Regions from separate parts of the Mus musculus genome. Here region 2 is linked to region 1. Evidence: chromatin contacts called from public promoter capture Hi-C data. All regions are on one chromosome and are shown on one strand. Each heading gives the region's core, a stretch centred on a gene start, on an enhancer-like site or on the middle of the called end of the contact. The rest is flanking DNA. Distances are from core to core; before and after follow the strand shown. Region 1 overlaps Cabcoco1 (ciliary associated calcium binding coiled-coil 1). Region 2 has its middle 15 kb from the start of Gm33263.

Region 1 (3,932 bases), core at 539-3,038:
TAATACTGTGAGTAATTACTTGAAATCAATTTTAAAAAATGTTTTGTATTTATTTGTTAGCTGTGTGTATATGGGTTGTGTGTGTGTGTGTGTGTGTGTGTGTGTGTGTGTGTGTGTGCACAAGTGTGGAGCAGAGAACAACTTACTGAAGTTGACTTTTTTCCTTCCTTTGTGTAGGTCAGGGTTCAAACTCAGGCATCAAGATCCATCTGTGACCAGTGGTGTGTGGTGTGTGGTGTGTGGTGTGTGTGTGTTTGTGTGTGTGTTTAACAAGGCCTAACCTAAGAATCAGAATTCCCAGTAAATATTTATTTTGGAAAAATGGTAAAGGTGTTACAAGAAATCACTTAAACCTGGTGAGAATTTTCGTTTTCTGACCAACACTCGGGAAACTGCAGACGGCAGACAGTGGGGTCCAGTCACTGCTATCCCTTCCCAGAAGAGTCTGCAAGTGTTGGAGGTGAAGTGCATCTTGGGTCAGATCTGTCAGTGTTGCTTGCTTCTTTTGATGAGCTTTCTCTTCTCAGATTCCCCTGCTCTTGGGGATGGATGTCACAGCTCCTTCTCAGGAGGAAATCACTTCAGGGTCACAGAATTTGTAAAGTCTGACTGTGGTCATCACTGATAGAGTCCTTTTCTATGTGTTCATTATGGTCTGTGACACCTTGCTTGTGCCCTTCATATTGGCTTGTGAATATTGTGCAGGATTCGGGCACAGGCTCTCCCATCACACCAACCCAGGGTCACTCTCCATAGCCAAGGGTGTTTCCACTTCAAAGTGGGATGATTTTTTTAAAATGGAGGATGACTAAAACTTCTTCTTTAAACTATTTGTGTGTTTATCTGTTTGTCTGGAGGGTTATGTGAAAATGAGTCAGGTGCCCACATGGGGCCAGAAAGAGTTTTGTGATCTCTGGAGCTAGAATTCTAGGCAGTTAGTTGCAAACTTCCCAATGTGGGTATAGGAAATGAAACACGGCTCCTCTACAAGACCATTACATGCTCTCTGCCACTGAGACACTTTTCGAGTTGCTAACAGACATCTTTAAGGAAATCATGTTGATTGACATATCTGGCTAATGATAATGCCCTAGTACTGTATACCCGAGAGTGCAGCATTAGAATTACTGTGACAAATTCCATCTTACCTATACATAAAACAATACATGCTGTAAGAATCTAGAGTATAGCATCATTTTTTAATAAATATCATTGGTAAACTGCTAGTGTGCAGAATTTTCAAAATCATAACTGTGCTGGCTAGTTTTATGTCAACTTCACACAAGCTGAAGCCATCTGAGAGGAGGGAGCCTCATTTGAGAAAATGCCTCCATAAGATCAGGCTGCAGTCAAGCCAAAAGGAAACATTCTTAATTGATGATTAATGGAGGAGGACCAAGCCCAGTGTGGGTGGTGGCACCCATAGGCTGGTGGTCCTAGGTTCTATAAGAAAGCAGGCTGAGCAAGCCACGAGGAGCAAGCCAGTAAGCAGCACCTCTCCAAGGCTGCTGAGTCAGCTCTCACCTCCAGGTTTGTGACCTGATTAAGTTTCTGTCCTGACTTCCTTGAACGATGAACAGTGATGCTGAAGTGTAAGCTCCCAAGTTGCTTGGTCATGAAGTTTGATCACAGCAACAGTAACCCAAACTTAGACAATAACCTACTTAATTATTAATGCTAGTGACATATTTACTCTGTTATGTACTTACTGTTAGAAAGGGATGCCCTTTAGATTATTAAACATATCGATAATTTCGTGCATGCAAGAGGAGAGGGTACAGAGTGGATACAGGTGGCTCTTGGTCAGTATTAACAGGCAGCTTTCCAATGCATGTTAATCACCAGCAAAGGCTCCTGAGCTAGACTGAGTCAATTACTCTTGGATTTGTGTGTGTTTATGGTGTGTGTGTGTGTGTGTGTGTGTGTGTGCGTGCGCGCACATGTGTGTGCCCAAGACTTGACATACTTTACTACATACTGTAATAGCACACAGTTTAAATTAAAGCTTAATATGTCTAACTAATGCACTGTGGTCACTTAGCAACAAAGGCCTAGAACTGGTCTCTACTTAACTGAGACTCTGGAGTTACTTACTCTTGAATTCCATTTTCGTTCTCTTCTCCCAACAGGTCAATGATCTGGTCAGAGGAGAGTATATCTGGAGACAGAATCCTTTCATTCTCCTGGAATTCAAGATTTTTCTATTAAAGCAAGTCAAAGAAGAACGAGTTATCTGAATCATATGTTTTGCGAGTACTGACCTCAGTGATACAAAAACCTTTGTTATTTTTCTTTTCTGTTGTTATGTGATAGTGGCTCACCTCTGAAAAGTCACATGGTTAGAGGGCAAGACAGCCTATCCTTAGGTATATGCAGAACTGAGGGCTGCTTCACAATTCAGCAAACACCGACTGTCTATTGCTACATGTTAGGTATCTAACTTCTACATATTCCTGGTTGAACTTCAGGCTTGAGAGAGGGGAAGTGAGCAGAGGCTTGCTCACTCCAAGGAGTTCAATGGCAAGTCAGGAAAAGGGACCACAGATGAACAAAACCTGAGCCACACATGGTAGGGACAGGGGTCCAGGTCGGGTTCATCAGAACACATTGTGCATGTGGATTCAATTCTCAAACAGCTAGAAGGAATATTTCAAAGCAAAATGAACATGAGACATGAGCTGTACTAAGTGGGGCATTCAGCAAAGACAAGGACAGGAGCATGGCTGAACTTCACAGAAAGGGGGTCGGTGAACTCTCCCTCAGGGCCAGCATAACCAGGACCCCGTGCACAGAAATTTTAAAAATCATGTTCTATGTTTGAGTACTCACGGGATGGCCACAATGAGACAGGGTGAGAGAGAAGTATGCAGAAAATGAAAGACACTGACATACAGATCCAGTTACTTGGGGAGGAAAATTCAGGGTAGAAAAAATTTGGGTCGCATAGAGAGAGCTATATAAGGTTTTATATAGATATAAAGTCATATAGCTCTGAAATGAATCTAGTCATATCAACCTTTGAAAGTCAGAGCTGGAGCAATGATACCTGATACCACAGCCACTGTTCTTACTAAAAACTGTGGGATTAAGACAATCATCTTTTAGCAGAGTTTTCCTCTCTTATTAGTTTTAGTGTTAGTAATAGCAGCATTTAAACAAATGCTTATATTCCTGGTACTACTTTAAATGAGGCCTCCTCCCCTCTTCCTTTCATACATATATTTGTATATATGAATATATATGTATATAAATATATGCACATATATGTACGCATATATGCATGTATTCTATTATATATACATTTATACACACACACATCTATACATATAATATATATTATATAGATTTTCTATGTTGCCTTGCTCTTGAAAGAGTATTTCAAGTATTTCAAGTGACTGAAAGCCTTTGGTCTTTCAGTGTATACATTCTGATCTATACAGCCGGAAGACACAACAGCGATTCATAAACATGCTAAACTTGCCCACCCGTCTCTGGCTCTCTGCAACCACTGTTTCTCCAGCTTGGAAGCTCTGAGGCTACACTGCACTGTTAACTCACATCTTCCACCTGCTAGATCTTAGCATCCCTTCCAAAGTCAACATGTTAGGTCTCCAATTAGTTACCAGATAACCTTGCGCCTGGTTTCTCCTGAGTGTCACCTAAACACCCGACATTTGTAACTACACACCCATCGTTGATGGTGCCTCATATAGGAGAGTCTCTAAAGAGCCTCATTCGAGGAAAGACAACAGGTCTGTCGCATGAGGAGAGAGGGCTTTCCCAGTCAGAAGGAACATGACCTTGTTTACAAATGCCAGATGTTGAACTGAGGAGCAGTGATGTGTTAAACCATGAGGGAGTCTTAAGCAAAAGAAAAGTCAGGAATATTGTTGCTGTCTTTATTTTAACATTTGATCCATTCCAGCATCTCC
Region 2 (3,932 bases), core at 593-3,092, 630 kb after region 1:
ATTTTGCCTTCCTTTCATTTTTTTGGTCTGGTATTCTACCTTTATCCTAGTTCCATTATGGTAAGACCCAAGTTGCCTAAGTAACTCTAAGCAGAAAGAGTAACTTAAGAGGTAGGATAAAAGCTGATCTCAAATGGTACCACAGAGCCATAGTGACGGAGGCAGCATAACCCTGCCATGAAAATGGACATATTGCAAATGGAAAATGGAAAATTTTGCTCCCTGTTAGATTTGGGAAGCAGATGACATTTCATTTTTCTTGTCTTTACCCCTATGGAGTTTAACAGGATAAGTCTGCATTTCAGCCACTTTCCTGGCCCTAATATTTTTGTGATCAGACAAGAACACGGTTAGCACTTAGATAGTAAGTTATCTAGTACAAATCAGGTTCCCAATGAGGACACTCTTGGGCGAATCATGATGGGGTGGAGGATTGGAAACACCAAGCCTACTGATAGTTAATGAAAAGAAAAAAATGAAGATATTTCCTTTATAGCCGAGAACATTTTCCTCCACACATAAAACAAATATCGGGCACTTAATGCTGATCCAAGAGGGGGGAAAAAATCTACCTTCCCACAACTGGAAATATAGTTCATGACAAGGATTTTTTCTTAGTGATGTCATGTGACACACTGGTTAGAATAGCAGTGTCTGAGACATCTCTGGCCAGCCATTTCTCATTTCTCAGTAGAGGAGATAGAATCTCTGTATCTATGCCTTCCATTAAAAGGCATGAGGAGCTGCTAGAGAGATGACTCAGCGGTTAAGAGCATCGACTGCTCTTCCAGAGGTCCTGAGTTCAAGTCCCAGCAACCACATGGTGACTCACAACCATCCATAATGAGATCTGATGCCCTCTTCTGGTGTGTCTGAAGACAGCTACAGCGTACTCACATATAATATAGAATTCTTTATATATATATACCATTCCATGTTTTATCATTTCGCAGAGGGACCTTGAAAATGTTAAAGAGTGCTGGGTGGATTCCAGGTTTGCTAAAGTCAAGTCTTCTAAACAAGCCTCCTTTCAGAAAAGGATTCCAGTCTCTGCTGCTCAGTTCTCTCTTGTGCCCTCTAGTGGCGTTTCTAGGCATAAGGGAAAAAAGTATGACTTTACCTGAAAAACCCACAACATTGTGAGCAGTGCCAGAGCTATAGGACCTTGATTTGCCTCTCTGCTGCTGACCTTGCCTCTCAGGTTGGCACTGCGGTCTGTTTAGCGTAAATATGCAAAGACCACCACCTTCGATTGTTATATCAGCCTCCATCTCCATTTGCCACGTGCAATAAAGCAAAGCCCAGAGCGAGATAATATATCTTCTACCGAATTAAAGAAAACCTGGACCCCTATTCCCTTTGCAATATTGTGCCCCCATTAGTGAGAGATCTTACGCTCTTTAAAAAAAAAAAGCCTCTTGGAAATGTCCCAAGGGATGTGAACAGCTAAGAACTTTGTCTCAAAAATGGAGGAGCGAACCAGTAAAATGTTTTAACCTAGCTGATAGCTCCCGAGAAGCTTTGAAGGATTCTGAAGACACCATTAAAAATTAAATAAAAAGCCTCAGCTTGGATTTGTGCATGCTTCAATAGGCAAAAAAGTTATATTTAATGCAGAGGGTGTTGAATCTGAATTAGTACAAATATTATTAATTTAATGTTCATACTGCATTTTATGGTTTATAAACTGGTTTGCCATAATTTTATACACTTTCCTCACAGTGGCACTATAAAATATATCAGCGTTTTATTTTTTCCGCTTGATGGATGAGGCGAGCCTTAATAAGTGATTCATTTCTTTCCTGTGCATATTGGTTAACTGGTAAATGATTAATTTATGTCTACATGAACTTCATCACTCAGAGTATTTATTTAAGTGTGAGTTGGTATTTATTTTGCCTGCAAAGCATTACAGTATCCAATTATATATGCATGTTTTAGAGGCAGTAAAGCAGGCACCAAAGGCTAATGCAACATTAAGTCAGATTTTAAATCCATAGTAAATTCCAAGTTAAGGTATTTAAATCAGCAGCCCCCCTTCCTCGCTGCTCATGAGGGTGAGAAATGGCTCCTCTCTAAAACAGCAAAGGGGCACCTGGGCAGTCACCAAGGAAAGACGCATTGAGATTTTTCAGAGTTCAGAATATTAACTAAAAAAAAAAAAAAAAAAACAACCCAAAACACTGACCCATTACTTTCAATGAGGACAGAAAAATAATCAAGTTCTTTCCATAAATCTGCCTGCACAACTGTTTCCTGACCGACTGTGGAGCTCTTGATTTGCCTCCCTTTGGTCTTCTCTTAGTGGGCTTTGTCAACTTTGCACCCTTAAAGTAACTGTTTCCGTGATCACTGTTTCCTTTCCTACTGTTGTGGCTGGAATCCTCTGGACAAAAGCATCTTATGGAGGAAGAGCTTGTTTTTGCCTCACAGTTCAAAAATCCCACAAGCGCCGGGGAGTCAAGTCCGCCTACGTGGGAAGCAGCCAGTCACATTTCATCCAAGCTCAGGAAGGAGAGTGGGGTGACGAATGCGTCTTTCTGCCTTCTCAGTTCACACTCTCTATTTAACCAGTTCTGGACGCTAGGCAAGAAACGGTGCCATCATAGACGGGGTCTTCCCATAACAACACAGCCATCACCCACAGGCATCCCAGTCCCGCCTCCCAGAGGATTCTAGATTCTGTAGAGCTGATTAATGACGTCACACCATGCTTGTATAGAGAAGCCTGGGTAAAACCACATACAAGGATGTGCTGGGGTCCGCTTTAAAAGACCTGCAAGTTCTTTTGCTTCCTCCTCAGCACTATCTCCAGGGCTGTGAGTTAACATCTTTCCCAGTGTGGAAGGTGACTAAACTCTAAGATTCCCAAAATGTTTCCTCCCTCAGCTCTGATTCAGCTGCAGGGGGAGCAAGGTGGGGGGTAGCGAGGGGGCCGCATCACACTGCTTCTGATGCCCCTCTCCTGCCGCTTACACCGTGATACCGTGATGTTTCTCTCACGATACCCTCCCTATCATGATAACCAGGAAATGATGTCGCTACCATGATAACCCCTATCACGTTGCCCCTACCTGGATACCTCTGTTATGACTCTTCCATCTTGCTGTAAATTCAATCCAACAATTTAGGATGGAGAAGCAGCAGAAAATTAATTTTATTGAGTCAGCTAGAATATGCTTTCTTTATGTGCTTTCTGTAACCTCCCTTATCTCCAGACCTCAGAACTCTTTGAGACAATTAGACCTAGACTTAAAAAATAAATACATAAATTTTTCATTGCAAAAACTCCCTGTCCTGGTGTCTCCTGAAAAAAAAAAAATCTCAAAAAGTCTAAATATTGACAGGGCTACACGTTGTTGAAGGCAGCTGATGGGAAACACATTGTGTGGGTGAATACGTCAACTCTTCCAAGACACAGGGATTCTCTCTCGAGTGTAAAATGTACTTTTGGAATCATTAAGTACTTCAAATCCAGGAAGTGTTCTGAGGCAATTTTAATGAAAATAGTTTTCTTCTTTAAAACATTTCTGTACATGTATAAATACACGTGATGGCCCGTTACCACACGTTTAAGTTTGTGTGCTTTGCCACGTAGACAAAATGTTAACAAATTTTTAAACAAGAGACATTAATAGAAAGAAATGTCACTGAATTCTCCTCTGTGGGCTTTTGCTTAAGGATTAAATATAGCACCAACAAAAGAGATCCAGAGCACAGCTTCCTCACTCAGAATTAGCCGACCCGGTTTCCTGGATTATTTTTATATAGTAATGACTACACACATATATGGAAAGAGAAAATATAAATACTCCAGCCATCTTACTTGCTGTCAGTAAAACAGGAAAAGATGTGCATGCAATAAAAATAAATGTCCCGAATATAAAAAGCATAGAAATCCCATGCTTTTGAAACCCCTTTCATCTGGTTTA

The links. Promoter capture Hi-C pulls out the DNA fragments that hold promoters and counts their contacts.
Region 2: a contact with region 1 is called in a promoter capture Hi-C map of liver, with 3 times the contacts expected there. The contact joins two enhancer-like sites. A contact is called at or near these places in 11 of 39 promoter capture datasets (the 3T3-L1 cell line, 3T3-L1-derived adipocytes, the C10 cell line and 5 more) and 1 of 115 datasets of contacts at active chromatin or transcription factors (embryonic stem cells).

What each region holds. Positions count from the first base shown.
Region 1 is chr10:68,531,718-68,535,649 of GRCm38.p6, forward strand. Cabcoco1 (ciliary associated calcium binding coiled-coil 1) reads right to left here. Exons shown (of 8, transcript NM_028491.1): 2 at 2,095-2,183. It overlaps Gm32872 (a long non-coding RNA gene), which reads left to right. Exons shown (of 2, transcript XR_871801.2): 2 at 2,130-2,219. Among named protein-coding and RNA genes, the nearest start is that of Gm32872, 4.7 kb to the left of the region's middle. Within about 2 kb of position 1,789, at least 2 of the 459 cell types and tissues checked have an H3K27ac peak or open chromatin away from gene starts, as enhancers often do. A contact at or near this core is called in liver, where this site is marked.
Region 2 is chr10:69,164,204-69,168,135 of GRCm38.p6, forward strand. It overlaps a transcript of Rhobtb1 not described here. Among named protein-coding and RNA genes, the nearest start is that of Gm33263, 15 kb to the left of the region's middle. Within about 2 kb of position 1,843, at least 18 of the 459 cell types and tissues checked have an H3K27ac peak or open chromatin away from gene starts, as enhancers often do. A contact at or near this core is called in liver, where this site is marked.